Regions from separate parts of the Mus musculus genome. Here region 1 is linked to region 2. The links are chromatin contacts, called in public HiChIP or PLAC-seq maps. All regions are on one chromosome and are shown on one strand. The core of a region is the stretch at or near the end of the contact, and the rest is flanking DNA. Distances in the headings are between cores, read along the strand shown.

Region 1 (7,207 bases), core at 2,469-4,968, 89 kb after region 2:
GAATGCAAGCTTCCTAGTGCCTGCCATGGTGTTTGTGTGGTGGTCAGAGGACAATGAATAAATAAATAGATTCATTCTTTCCCTCTATGACATGGGTTCCCAGAATTGAACTCAGGTTGTCAGGCTTGATGACAAGTCTTTTTTTTTTTAACCCACTGAACCATTTTGTTGTACTTAAAGTTATATTTTTACTAGTTTCATTGAGAGACAGTTCATATTGGACATGGTTGGGTCATCAGGTAAAGATGTGCACGCGACCTGTGTTCAATCCCTGGAATCAGTGTAAGGGTGGAAGGAGAGAAGGTTGCCCACTGACCCTCCAGCACCATGGTAAACACATACTTCCTCATATGTGCTTCATACATCATACATGCCAATGGCAATGGTAACAAATAAAATTAACAATTCAAAATAAAGCAGTTGATTGCTTCAGGCGCTATGTAGCTCGGCTGGGCATGCCTGCTTTTTGGGCAGACTCAGAATGTAACTTTTTTCCTTTCCTTCTTCTGTCTCTTATCCCTTCGTTTGGATACTGGTCAGAGCCTGGACAGGCTTGCCTGACACCTTGGGCTTCCTTACCCGTCCCTGCTCCATTCAGTCACCTTGAGGCTCTTCACGCCTCACTCAAAGGGCTCTGTCTCTTCCTCTAATCTATCTTCTTCCTGAGAGCCACCAAATGTCCGCTTTGCCCATTCTGTAGTTTTGCTTTTAAACTCAATAAAAATGTCCTTGAGCTTCTAAAACATAAAAATAAAGTTTACAAGTCCATGGTTTTTGGTATACCACTAATTTTTTTGTAGCAAAATATTTGTAACATAAAATATGACATTTGAGCTTTTAATTTTTTTTTGTATATGTGATGGTTTGTGTATGTTCAGCCCAGGGAGTGGCACTATTAGAAGGTGTGGCCTTGTTAGAGTAGATCACTGGGTGTGGCTTTAAGATCTTCATCCTAGTTGTCTGGAAGTCAGTATTCTGCTAACAGCCTTCAGATGAAGACAGAACTCTCAGCTCCTCCTGCACCATGCCTGCCTAGATGCTGCCATGCTCCTGCCTTGATGATAATGGACTGAACCTCTGAACCTGTAAGCCAGCCCCAATTAAATTAGACTTGCCTTGGTCATGGTGTCTGTTCACAGCAATAAAACCCTAACTAAGACAGAATACAACTCAATAGTATTATGCATATTCACAGTGTGGTATAGCTACCATCTCCCTCCATCTGCTTCCAAACATTTTTCCTTTTCTTTTTTTCTCTTCTTTTAAAATAGAAAGTAGCCCAGGCTAGCCTCAAACACATGATATGGTCAAGACTGGCACTGAACTTCTGATCCTCCTGTCTCCATTTCCTGAGTGCAAGGATCACAGGAATGCTCTACTACTCCCAGCTTTCCAAAATGTTTTCTTACTCTAAAAATAAACTGCGTAACTCTAAGCAGTAACCAAGCCCCACTCTGCCTTTTCCTCAGCACTGGGAATTCGCTAGGCTTGTTTTTGCCTCTGTGAATTTGCCTATTTAGACATTTCACATAAACAAAAATCATACAATATTTGTTCTTATTGGTCTGGTTTCTTTGACTCAGAATTTACTCATGTATTCATGTACGTATGTATGTGTCTGTCTGTCTGTCTGTCTATCTGCTTTAGCAGTTTTAGTCACAATATTCCAAATTTGGAATATCTCAAATGCCAATCAAGAAAAAAAAATAAATGAAGGGCTAGGTGATGGTTCGACAGGTAAAGGTGGTTGCCCCCACACCTGATGTCCTGAGTACCATCCCTGGGACTTACATGGTCAAAGGGAGATTCAAGTTCTATTTCTGGGACCTGCATAACAGAAAGAGAGAGCTGACCCCATAGTTTTATGACCTTCGTGTGCACGCCATTGCTCATTTCTGCACCCCCCACCGTGCACACACAAATTGACACCAAAAAGAAGTAAATGGTAAACAAGTGTAAATAATTTAAAAAGAGACATAGGAGCAGACACGGGCATGGTATACAACGTAATCTTACCACCAAAAAGGAGTGAATTATTGAAATGTACAGCAATGTCAAGTACACTAAAAATATTGCCAGCATGGAGATTTGAAGATCCATCCACGCTGTAACACATACCAGCAATTCATTCTTTTGTGAGCTTGGATATTATTTCACACTGTGGCTATAGCCTGCTTTGCTCTCTGTGGAAGAATGCTGACCGCTTCCATACTTCTGCTGTTTGTGAATAAAGCTGCTACCATGCTTTATTTTTTTATTTATTTATTTTTTTATTTTATTCTTTGAGTCCTAGCTCTGACTACCTTCGGGGATGTACGAAAGCAGAGAGTTTCTGGGCCATGGGAACATTACTGCTCTCATCATTTTGCTATATGTTTTATCTCTCACGACGAAAAGGAGACAAGCTCTTGGCTTCTGAGGCAGCTCAGTGGGTAAAGTGCTTGATGCAAATATTTATCTGTTTGTTCTGCTTCTCAGCTCCCGAAACAGTCTCCTGGTCCACTGAGTAGGTGTACACTCTGGAAAGCATGTCTTTCGAGGATCAAAGGCTGTGTTCTGGATGGGGGTGGTTAGAACTGCTCAACCCTCTCAGCTTTTCTTACCTCTTTGCTCTGCTCAGCAGTTAGGTTCCAATTGTACTTATATAGTGTCTCACGTAGCTCAGGCTGGCCTCAGACTTGCTATGTAGCTAAGGATGACCTTGAACTCCTCTTCCTAGTCTGCCTTCTATGAGCTGGGAATCATAGGTGTGTGCTGCCGCGCAGGCTATAATTTTTGAGATGGGAAAAAAATGAGAGGTTCATTTGCAGCAGAGTGCAGCAGAGCTGAGGGAATAATTGGCTATGCAGGGAAAGGAGAGGCCTGCGGGAGCCAGCTGTGCACGGATGGATGAGTGGGGACGGTGTTGGCTGGGACGTGACAGTTCATTCTCAGTGGAAAGTGGGAAGGCAGGCTGGAGGGTGTGGTGGCGGAGGCTGGGGATGGCTTCAGTTTGTTGAATGAGCTAGGAAGCAAGACCGTCATCTGCAAGGAAAGAAAGGGCGGAGGACAAGGAGATGTCAGAGTGTGGAGGAAGTGGGAAGTTGTCACCTAGGAGACTGTCACCAGGGCAATAACTAGCAAGATATAGGCTAATGGCTGAGTAGCATTTAGTTCAAATGAGTGCCATGACCGTTAAGTTAGAGTGGGCCCCAGCAGTGTGTAGGGAATGAGTGTAGGCTGGAGTAGGTGGTAACTAGGGCTGATGGATTCTCCCTAAAGCATACAGAGAGAGCTAAGGAACTGAAGATATCTGCCTAGGGATGATGGGAACAATTCCTTGTGGTGTTTAAGTTGTGTGTGTGTGTGTGGGGGGCAGTGTAAAGGACATCAAGAGGAGGCACTGTGCAAACACTGAGATGGGGGTGGCTTTCAGGGAAGCCAGAGATGGCAAAGCCTGCCAGAGTCTCCTATGATCTCTAGGGGCTGACCTGGGAAGATCAGGGGAGAAAGGGGGAGCTGAAAAGGGAGGCGGCAACTTTGTACCCGTAGATAAACCTAGAACCTTCCTGGCTGAATTCCTGGCTACGTTCCCTGTGTCCCAGAAAACCTTGAGCAGCAATTAAGAGAAAGCCCTGTTCCTTTGTTCTCCTCCAGCTGGGCTCAAGAGGAGGCCCTGGGCTAGCAATCAAGCTAACCACTCACACTCCAAGCCTTCTACCTCATTCCTTTCTCCATCAGATAGCGAGTGGAGTCATCAGAGTTAGAAGCCAGGGCAGCTGGGCCCTGTTATTTATGGAGATAAGAAGGATGGCTCATTCTCCATTTGAAAAAAAAAAAAAACCAAGACCTGCATGGTGATTGGAGAGATCTGAAGTCTGATTTACCAACACCAGACCCTAACCCTTGATCCCAATTCCTGCCCTGCATCACGTAGTCAGAGAAAAACCATCCCCAGCCCCTACCCCAGAGGCAAGCAAGTCAGCAGTGGCTCTTTGCTTCCTGTGATTAATAGGTTGCCCTGGCCTCCCAGGCCTCCTCTTATTTGCCCTGGCCTCCAGGCTTCCCCTTCTGGATTCCAAGCTTCCCCTGCCCCCACAGCCAGGTTGCGTATAGGACTCAGGAATTTCTTGTTAAGGAACTTACAGAGCTACACCCAGGAAAGCTCTGGGGGAGACAATGGATGAGCACCCCCTTTCTTCTTGCTTCTCCTCTTCTTTGCCAATCCTCTTTCTCCTCTCTCTCTCTTCCCCTCCTCCCCTCTTCCTCCCCCTCCTGCTCTCTCTCTTCTTCAGCTTTTGATTCATTTCACATACAGTGTTTTGCCACTGCCTCCTGAGGGGCTACGAACCTTCCAGGGAGACTTCTCAGAGGCTGGCTTCCTGGTTGGAGAGACTGAAATGTGCTAGCAATTGGGTAATCATAGTTGATTGAACTAGAACCCCCAAACAGACATATCATTCACATCAGGCTTCGGTGTTCCAGGCTCTGTTGGAAAGAGAGAAGAGGGCAATCCCTCAGGTGGTTGCCCTTCCAACTCACACATTCATTCCTTAGTTCATTCATTCATTTATTCATCCATTGAATCCTCATTGAGCAGCTACCAGGCTCTAGGTTCTGCTCTAGGCAGCAGGAGTGAAGCCAGGTGGGCTCTCTGTCATTTTGGGCTTGTGTTCCCTGGTTTCCTAGTCTTCTTGGTAAACCCCCTTGAGGTCGGCAGTTATGGTTTCCTTGAGCAGGTATCCCCAGATTTATAAGGGAGCATTCAAGTAATGCCACCCTGAGTTGAAAATAGCTCAAGTTAAAAGTTTGTGCAGGGGCCGGAGGGATTATTCAATGGTTAAGAGGGCGACTCCTCTTCCAGAGGATCTAGGTTCAATACCCAGCCTCCACATGGCAGCTCATAACTATCTGTAGCTCCAATTCCAGGGGATCCAGCACCTTCAAAGATAGGTGGAGGCAAAACACCAATGCACATAAAATAAAGCTTTTGTAAAAGTTTAGTTGTTTGACTAACATGATCAAAGTCCTAAGTTTGAGTCCCAGCATTGTATAAGTGAGACATGGGGACATATGCTTGTAATCTCAAGAGTTGGGAGGTGGAGGCTGGAGGATCAGAAGTTTGAGGCCAGCTCCTGCTCTAGTTGGTTTTCTGTTGCTGTGATAGATATCGTGATCAAAAGCAACCTGTGGAGAAAGGGGTTCATTTAATTGTCCAGTCAATAGTCTATAATGAAGGGCAGTCAGTAAAGGAACCTGGAAGTATGGACCAAAGCTGAACTCATGGAGAAATACTGCCTTCTGGCTCACTCCCCACAGTTTCCTCAGCTTGCTTCATATATAACCCAGGATCACATGACCACGTGTCCAGGTGGCATCTCCAATAGTGGACCGGGCTCTCCCACATCAATCATCAGTTAAGAAAATGCCCCCACAGACTGCTTACCATCCTGATGGAGGCCTTTTGTCAGTTGTGATGTTCTCTTTCGAGTTGACTCTAGCTTGTGCCTCGTTGACAAAATCTAAGTAGTACAGTTACACAGTTAGTTTTAGAGTTCAAGGCCAGCCTGTGATACACCAGGTCTTGTCTCATAACAACAAAAATAACAATAACAGGGGCTGGAGAGATGGCTCAGAGGTTAAGAGAACTGGCTGCTCTTCCAGAGGTCCTGAGTTCAATTCCCAGTAACCACAAGGTGGCTCACAACCATCTGTAATGGGATCTGACACCCTCTTCTGGTGTGTCTGAAGACAGCAACAGTGTTCTCACAAATAAATAAATATTAAAAATAACAATAACAAGCCGGGTGTGGTGGCACACACCTTTAATCCCAGCACTCAGGAGGCAGAGGCAGGCGGATTTCTGAGTTTGAGGCCAGCCTGGTCTACAAAGTGAGCTCCAGGACAGCCAGGGCTACACAGAGAAACCCTGTCTCAAAAAACAAACAAACAAACAAAATAACAATAACAAGCCATCTTACCTACTGCCAATTGTAGCTTAGCCCACTGTATCCCTTTTTTTAAAATTAGATGTTTTCTTTATTTACATTGCAACTGTTATCTCCTTTCCTGGTTCCACCCCCCCCCAAAGCCCCCTATCCCCTCCCCAGTACCCCTGTTCACTAACCCACCCACTCCTGCTTCCTGGTCCTGGCATTCTCCTACACTGGGGCATAGAACCTCCCACAAGGCCATCCTCTGCTACATATACAGCTGGAGCCACGATTCCCACCATGTGTATTCTTTGGTTGGTGGGTTTGTCCCTGGGAGCTCTGGGGGTACTGGTTAGTTCATATTGTTGTTCTTCCTATGGGGCTGCAAGCCCCTTCAACTCTTTGTGTCAGCCCACTGTATCCTAACACTTACATTAACCTAGAGCTGGGCAAAATCCCTGTACAAAAAAACCTGTCCTATAATAAATCATGAATGATCTCATAGACTTTTGTCATGGATCAGTCTGGCCTCCTCGAACACAGAAATCTACCTGCTTCTACCTCCCAAGTGCTGGGATTAAAGGCATGCGCCACCACTGCCCAGCTCTTTCTTTCTTTAAAGATTGATTTATTTATTTTATGTATGTGAGTACACTATTGCTGTCTTCGGGCAGACCAGAAGAGGACATCAGATCTCATTACAGATGGTTGTGAGCCACCATGTGGGTGCTGGGAATTGAACTCAGGACCTCTGGAAGAGCAGTCAGTGCTCTTAACCTCTGAGCCATCTCTCCAGCCCCCTCATGGACTTTTTAAAGGCAGAAAATCCAAATTCAACTATTGAAGCTCACTGTAGCCATATAGCCCTATATCCTAGTGCTCCGGTGGCAGGAGATTGTCAAGAGTTTGAGGCCAGCCTAGCCTCAAACTCTTATAATGACACCTTGTCCTACGCCTCCCAAAAAACAAAAAACAAACAACCCCCCAAAAAACTAAGCCCCCTAATTAGACATCTGAAGTATTATTTCTACAGAGTGGATATAGCTTGTAATTATTATTACTTTTTTAAAATTATGCACAAAGACGGTCTGTGTTTCAATTCCCAGCATCAGGAATGTTCTATGGATAATAGCGGAATGGCCGGAGGAGTGAATGGCTGAATCATCGGGGGCTCTGGCATGAATACTTTAACTGTCACATGATAGGTCTTATCACTTTGTCACAACCTGGTATTAAAGGCAGGTGGCCCTGGGAGGGACCGAGCTCACCTGTGTGCCGTGACAGGGCAGTTCTTT
Region 2 (7,145 bases), core at 3,245-5,744:
TGTCATCCTTGTCTTTTCCGTCTGCTTTATTTTGAGACGGACTCTCACTTGGCCTGCTGACTTTGTTTATTTTTATATTATGTGCACTGGTGTTTTGCCTGTGTGCGTGTCAGTGTGAGGGTGTCCGATTCCCTGCAAGTGAACTTATAGACAGTTGTAAGCTGCCGTGCAGGTGCTGGGAATTGAACTCGGGTCCTCTGGAAGAGCAGTCAGCGTTCTTAACCAGCCCAATCAGAAGCTTTACATGAAAACAAAAGCCAACCAGCCTGGGTTCTGGGAAATCAAATGAAGGTCTTCATACCCTTTACACCCTGAGCTCTGGCCCGATCCCTGGCTTTTCTCCTTTGTGTGTCTGGACAAGATTTCATGGCCTTTAAAATTCAGATTGGCCTTTAGCTCAGTCTGTCATGGACGTGACCTTGGTCTCCTGATCCTCCTGCCTACCTACTAGGGCTGATCTTCCTGCCTGTGTGGAGCTCTGGTCCTCTGGAAGGAGCAGTAGCACTCCTAGCTGTGGAGTCCCTCTCCAATCTCACTGAGCAGAATTTTAGTGGTAAAGTAAGGATTGAGGGGATTGTCACAGAAATAAGCCCAAGTTTATAGCACAGCGTTGTCTTAGTGAACCTTGAGCTCATTCACTGCTTGGCCTTTATCAAATTACTTTTAAAAATGTTAAACTCCCTCTGTTATATGTGTATGAGTTTGTTTGGGTTTTTTTGTTTTTGTTTTTGGTTTTGGTTTTGGTTTGTTTTGTTTTTTGCCTGCAGGCATTTAAGTGCGTTACTTATGAAAGTCATAAGAGGGCTTTGGGTCCCCTGGAACTGAAGTTACAGTTGATTGTGAGACACAATATGGATGCTGGGAAGCAAAATCTGGGTCCTGTGCAAGAGCAATGAGTATCCAGACCCTTCCCAGCCTTCCCTGATCTTCCCATGCCCTCCTCCATCCATCCCTGACCTTCCCATGCCCTCCCTAGGCTCTTCCCAGATTTCCCTGAACTTCCCAGCCCCTTCCCATCCATCACTGACCTTCCCAGCACCCCCACCCCAGCCTCCTCTGTCCTTCCCAGGTTCTCCCCAATTCCCTGTCTGGCCTTGATAAGAAACACTGCTCGGTGAACCAAAGTTGGACACTCACCTCCTCTCTTCTTAAGGCCTCAAGACAACCTTCACTCATGCCCTGCTAAAAACAGATTACAGTAGTACCGAACCTGAGATTTTTTTTGCACCCAGAATTCGGAGTATGCTAGGCAAGCTCCCTGCCTACTGATTGCATATTCATCCCCTTACTATTTTGAGGCAGGGTCTCATGTGCCTCACCTAGTCTGGCCTTGAACTTGGTCTGTAGCTGAGGCTGACATGAACTTCTGAACCTTCTCTCCGCACCTCCAGAGTTCTAGGATTACAGGCATGCCCCAGCATGCCCTGCCAGAACTCTTGACGTCAGATCACCAGGCAAAGGTCCTGGGACTAGGAGCTTTCAGGAAGTAGTCTGGGATGCCTGAGGTATCTAGGAATTAGTGGTGTTCTGTGTGGTCTCACTGAGGGAAGCCAGGCGAAATCTGGCGACTCAGCCCTAACAGCCAGGGCTCTTGGCTCTAAGCAACAGGAAACAATTCTGGCTTATTTAAGCAGAAAAGGACTTTTATCAAAATGATCTTGGAGAACTCAAAAAATAACCAGGAGGGCTGGCGAGTGGTTTGGAAAGCAGACGGAACAAAGGAAGCCATGCAGCAGTCTGGATCGTGGTCCAAGTCTGGCCAATCGGGTGACAAGTCTCAAGTGAAGTCCATAAAATCTCGGCATATATTGTCATATGTGGACATGGAGATGGTCCCCGTTGCCCCAGTGCCATCTGCTGTCACAATGGATCTCTGTGTTCCTCACGCCTCTGTGTCAGCGGCCCCCCTGACTTCCAGGTCTTAGATGGAGGTATCTGATCAGTTGACCCTAAGCCGAAGACAACTGGAAGAGTAGCTGTCTGGTAGTTTTAACTCTGATGGGCAACAAATAAGGAGGGTTCTGTGAATGTGGCAGCAGGGCCTGAATGGTGGTTGGCTGTCCAACTACTCCTGGGGCAAAGGAGAATAGCTACAATTAGAAACCTTGCGTTTCCTTTTTCAATCCCTTCTCCTAGCAACCTTACATGAGCTGCTTCTGGTCTTTGGGTCTCAGTTGTATTTCACTGCCTACCATCCAGCCTCTGAGCCTGTGGCACGTGTAGTGTGGTGGCCTCTACTCTGCTCTGAGTTCTTGGGCAAAGACATGCTCCAAGATTGCGAAAGCTCCAAGTGCACTGAAGCCGCTGGGTGTGTGTAATGCACAAGAGTATGGGGTTTGTAGTGTAGAAACTGAAAGACCCTGTTCACCAGCCATGTGACCCTGGTGCATTCCTTAACTCCTTGGGACCTCAGCTTCCTTAGCTGTAAAATGGAGGTGTGGTATCAGGTCCTCCACCTCCTTTCTAACCCTGTGCTATGAAGCCTTCTTACTCCGAAGGATGGAAATCTAAAAACTACATCTCCCAGACACCTTTGCAGCTGGGGCTGCGGATGAGAATTCAATTTTGACAATTAGATACATTTGTGTGAGGTTTGGAAGGAAGGCATGAAGCAGACTGTCTTCGGCTCTGGCTGCAGTCGCTGGACACACTGTGTGGTTGGGGGTAGGGGGAGGGTATGTGGGGTTATGTGTGACAATATTTTGGCAATTGCTCAGCCGCTGATTCTTGTGGGTAGAGGCACAGGCTCTTGTGGCTCTTGAGAAAGGCCGTGGTGGCATGGGATCCTAATCATTAGATCTCAGCTGCAATCTGCAATCAGTGCAGCTCCCGCCCCCACCCCACCCCCCAACTCCCCTGCTTCTCACTTTCCTGCTAGTGGCAGAGAGGGCGGCAATCTTGGGGACCAATTCAATGGTAGTGTCTTGTGAGTTCAGAGACTGTTCCTCTCGGGCCTTCCAGGAATTTTGTGAGCACCTAATTTCCTGGAGTAATTTCCTATTCTTGCTTAAAATAGCTGGAAACATTCTCTGTTCCCTGCAATTGGATTCTAGCTGCGGGAGTTGATGACACTCCACGCTTGTGGGCCGGGTGTTGATGGAATGCTGTGGGCTAGTGGGCGCTGCCTAGTACACTGTTTATAAGGCCCTTGCAGACTGCTGGCAGTTTCCAAGAAAGGGTATGTCCGTTTGCACCCAGGACTAGCTGTGAGTGGAAGCCACCTCACATTTTACCAGCTCCTAGTCCTAGTTTTACATAGAGTTACTGGGGCAGAAAGCAGCCTGAGAGACTTCCGATTATTCCTGTGGGTCATCTGCGTCCTCAAGGCTGAACTGGTGTTTGCTTGTTTGGGAGCGAGAATCCCACCTCTTTGCAGAGTGATGACTGGCACCACAGAGGTGCCACAAACACCTGGGAAGAGAGAAAGTCAGCTGCCAAAGGCCACTCCCAGCCCCGTGCCCACCATGGACACTAGGATTACTACCTCCCTATTAATTGGTTATATTTGTGAAGCCTTCTCTTCTGTCCCTCTGCCAGCAAGTTTGAAGATCGACCTGAAGACAGATCTCTTTCTCTGGGGAATGACGAACATGCTCACTGCTGTGGGATGGGCATTTAAGAGTTTTCAGAGAAGCTAGCCTGTGGTATTTTGCCTGTAATCTGAATAGTAGCCATATTTGAGGCTAGGCTGGGCTACTTGAGACTCTGGTCTTAAGGGAACTAAACCAAAGTTTCCAGAGAAAAACCTGGAAAGAAAGGCAATTTTGTCCCGGAATTACCCGGGGGTTGTGTGTGTGTGTGTGTGTGTGTGTGTGTGTGTGTGTGGTGGATTTCAAAACCCAATGGTAGGTTTGGAGCCGCAGTCTCAGCCCAGGGGCTCTGGGGGCTCTGCTAGCCACTGAGGGAGGAGCAGAAAGTCTTTAGGGTCAGAGAAAAACAGAGCTGTGTGGAGTCTTCGAGCCCCACCAAGCTCTGGACAGATTGCTCCTTCCCCTCAAGGCTCAAATCTTTCAACTCTCCCCTTCACTACTCTCTTGGACCCAAACCTTTCAACTCTTCTCCCTCTCGGCTGGCTCGAATCCACCCAGCTTTCTTCCACACAATGGAAACTCATTGTGAAGTGACGGGCCTGGCAGGTGGCTCTCAGATCCCCCAGCTGGGTGGAAGCCGGATTGGGCTTGGCTTCCAGAACAATCCAGGATCTTCGCGGGGCTGGAAGATGAGTGGGAGGGATAAAGTGTTCCAGTGGCTTTCACCAGCCCCAGTCAACTGTGAGACCAGAGGAGGAGAGAGGGGGCAGATAAAGGCAGCTTTCTCCGGGCGTGCCCAGTTGGAGCTGGTGCGGTTTGAAGTTTTGTGTGGTTTGGCAAAGTTCCTTTTTTTTTTTTTTTTTTTTTTTTTTTTTTTGCTGTTTCGAAACTGCAGCAGTACACAGTGGCAAAGGTCACTGGACACCACAAGCTACCCCTGAAATGCAGGAGGTGGCGGGTCTTGTCAGGCGCATGTCCCAGGATACCAGGGCAAAGAGAGGCCAGGCAGGTCCTGGCCACACATCGAACTCCCAGGTCGCGCTTGAGAAAAAAAAAAAAAAAAAAAAAAGCCACCTCCCGGAAGGCAAGCGAGACAACGCTTTGGCTCTGGCGAGCTGAGCCGCTGCTGGCTGGGTGGCTCAACACAGCTAACTGGAAAGACGAACCTTCGCATTCGGATTCCATCTTTGGCCTCAAGGAGAAAGAGCGACGCTGGGGACACCGCCTGGAGCCTGCGCGCATAGCACCGGACGGCTCTTCCTCCCACCCCAGGCTTCCCGTTTAACCTTTAAAGTGCCGGAAAAATCTGCAGCCCAAGCGGGCTAGCCTTCCACCCGCTGAGGAGATACGGGTTCTCTGGAATTGGGCGTGGCAAGGCGGAGGTCACTGCAAAATAGAATCGGACACTCGTGCTGCTTGGGAGGGGAGACTAGGGAGTCTGGCAGGTCCCAGCGGGCTCACACCCTCCCAGGACCTTCCTGCCTCCGCTGAAGGTGGGGACTGAGAAGGAGGCAAGCGTGGAGAAAAGGACGTGGGAAGACACTGGTCACGGAGGAGACTATTTTTAGTCTTTGCTACAGCTGCGTGCGTTTCTCTGACGAACTAGTCAGGGACAATTCTCCTGGCTGAAAACAGTGTAAACTTTCCACGGGGAGTGGGGGTGGGGGTGGAGGGCAGTGTGGAGGTGACACAGGAGGGGTGGGGAGAGAGGTGGTTGGTGGTGCAGGAAAGGGACAGAGAGGGGGAAATCCCCGAATATTCCTCACAGACTTGACAGGAACACCAGAATCTCTCCTTGATAGAACAAGGTCCTCCAGCCTCCTCACCCCAAAGAGAGCTCAGCTTTCACCATAGATCTTCAAGGTGGGCACCCTCCCCCTTTTGTTTAATATCTTGGAGACCACACAGGCAAGATTGGGGACTTGTTCATCATGCCTTCTAACTGGGGACAATGCCTCCTGGGTGGCATCAGTCACAATCCAATCATTAAACAAATAACAAAGATCTCAAACAGGAAAATAGAAGTGGGGGAGGATCTAGAGCTAGATTCTTGGAGGGAAGGCTGTGTGTCCTGGTTATCTAGGTCAGTAGTGCCCACAGTGTGGTTCCAGGATCCCTCTGATAATCAGGGCCCTGAGATCCAGGACCTCTGAAAAGGCTTTTGTGATTACAAACCTAGGGGAGGCTGGGTTTTCATTAATCTAAGGCGACATGTCAGTACCCCAACTTAGTGGATGCTCCAGCAGCTGTCAAGAAGAGAGAGAGAGAGAGAGAGAGAAAGAAAGAAAGAAAGAAAGAAAGAAAGAGGAAAGATGCTTGCCACCACCGAGTCTGAGGACCTGAGTTCTTTCCACGCACGGGACTCCCATGGTGGAGGGGGAAAATCATCTTCCACAGGTTATCTCCTGACTGCCGGGGCACGTGAGCACAAACATACATATAACATTTATATGTCATTTACATTATATGCATGGGTGTTTTGCCTGCGTATGAGGTGACCAGAGGGTGTTCCATCCCTTGGGAATGGAATTACAGATAGTTGTAAGCTGCCATGTGGGTGTTGTGACTTGAACCCTGGGTCCTCTGGAAGAGCAGACAGCCATCTCTCCAGCTCCCATAAATGCAATTTTTAGAATTAAGAAGGGAAATGGAGCCGGGCCATGGTGTCACACGCCTTTAATCCCAGCACTCGGGAGGCAGAGGCAGGCAGATTTATGAGTTCGAGGCCAGCCTGGTCTACAGAGTGAGTTCCAGGACAGCCAGGGCTACACAGAGAAACCCTGTCTCGAAAAACCAAAAAAAAAAAAAAAAAAAAAAAGGGAAACGTTCAGGAGCTGGAATCTAGACTGATGCCAGAAGGTTACTATACACCTTAATTACCCATTGTTATGCTATAAATTATACCAACATTTAGTGACTGAAAGTAACAAAACCAAAGCCTGGGCTCATCCTCGGTACAGCAATAGAAATAAATAAATACTCCAGACACCAAAGAGGTTTATGAAATGTACAATATGTCACTTTCTAGATTTTGGGGGGGGGTTGGAAAAATAAAGTGTTTTTTTATTATTTATTCATATTTTTGTGGTTTGTTGTTTAGTTTTGATTTTTCTGAGACAGGATCTCACTCTGTAGCCCAAGCTGTCCTGGAATTCACTATGTAACTGAGTCTGGTCTTGAACTCCCAGCAGTTTCCACCTCCCAAGTGCTGGCTGAGATTAAAGGTGGGAGCTACCACATCAGTTCAGTGGAGTTCCGCAGAGCCTCCCTGGAGGTGGAGTGACTGTGAGTGGCCCAACCTCCATGTTGGGGAACAACCAGTGTCCTCTAGGAGAGCAACAGGTTCTCTTAACCTTAACCACTCAGCCATCTTGCCAACCCCTATTTGCATGGATTTTTGTTTTGTTTTGTTTTGTTTTTTTGGTTGGTTGGTTTTTGGTTTTTTTGTTTTGTTTTTGTTTTTGTTTTTGTTTTTGTTTTGTTTTTTAATATTTTTATTACATATTTTCCTCAATTACATTTCCAATGCTATCCTAAAAGTCCCCCATACCCTCCCCGCCCCCCACTTCCCTACCCACCCATTCCCATTTTTTGGCCCTGGCATTCCCCTGTACT

Evidence for each region. HiChIP or PLAC-seq counts read pairs in DNA pulled down with a chosen protein or histone mark.
Region 1: an H3K27ac HiChIP or PLAC-seq map of trophoblast stem cells shows a contact between it and region 2, with 2.8 times the contacts expected there. The contact joins two enhancer-like sites. A contact is called at or near these places in 1 of 39 promoter capture datasets (liver), 21 of 484 Hi-C or Micro-C datasets (the G1E-ER4 cell line, the HL-1 cell line, the N1E-115 cell line and 8 more) and 5 of 115 datasets of contacts at active chromatin or transcription factors (differentiating embryonic stem cells, embryonic stem cells and trophoblast stem cells).

Annotation. Positions count from the first base shown.
Region 1 is chrX:12,337,838-12,345,044 of GRCm38.p6, forward strand. It overlaps Gm14635 (predicted gene 14635), which reads right to left. Exons shown (of 4, transcript NR_045321.1): 2 at 5,426-5,501; 3 at 4,331-4,467; 4 at 1,942-3,024. Among named protein-coding and RNA genes, the nearest start is that of Gm14635, 14 kb to the right of the region's middle. Within about 2 kb of position 3,719, at least 21 of the 459 cell types and tissues checked have an H3K27ac peak or open chromatin away from gene starts, as enhancers often do. A contact at or near this core is called in the N1E-115 cell line and trophoblast stem cells, where this site is marked.
Region 2 is chrX:12,247,832-12,254,976 of GRCm38.p6, forward strand. No RefSeq gene overlaps it. Among named protein-coding and RNA genes, the nearest start is that of Gm14635, 100 kb to the right of the region's middle. Within about 2 kb of position 4,495, at least 125 of the 459 cell types and tissues checked have an H3K27ac peak or open chromatin away from gene starts, as enhancers often do. A contact at or near this core is called in the N1E-115 cell line and trophoblast stem cells, where this site is marked.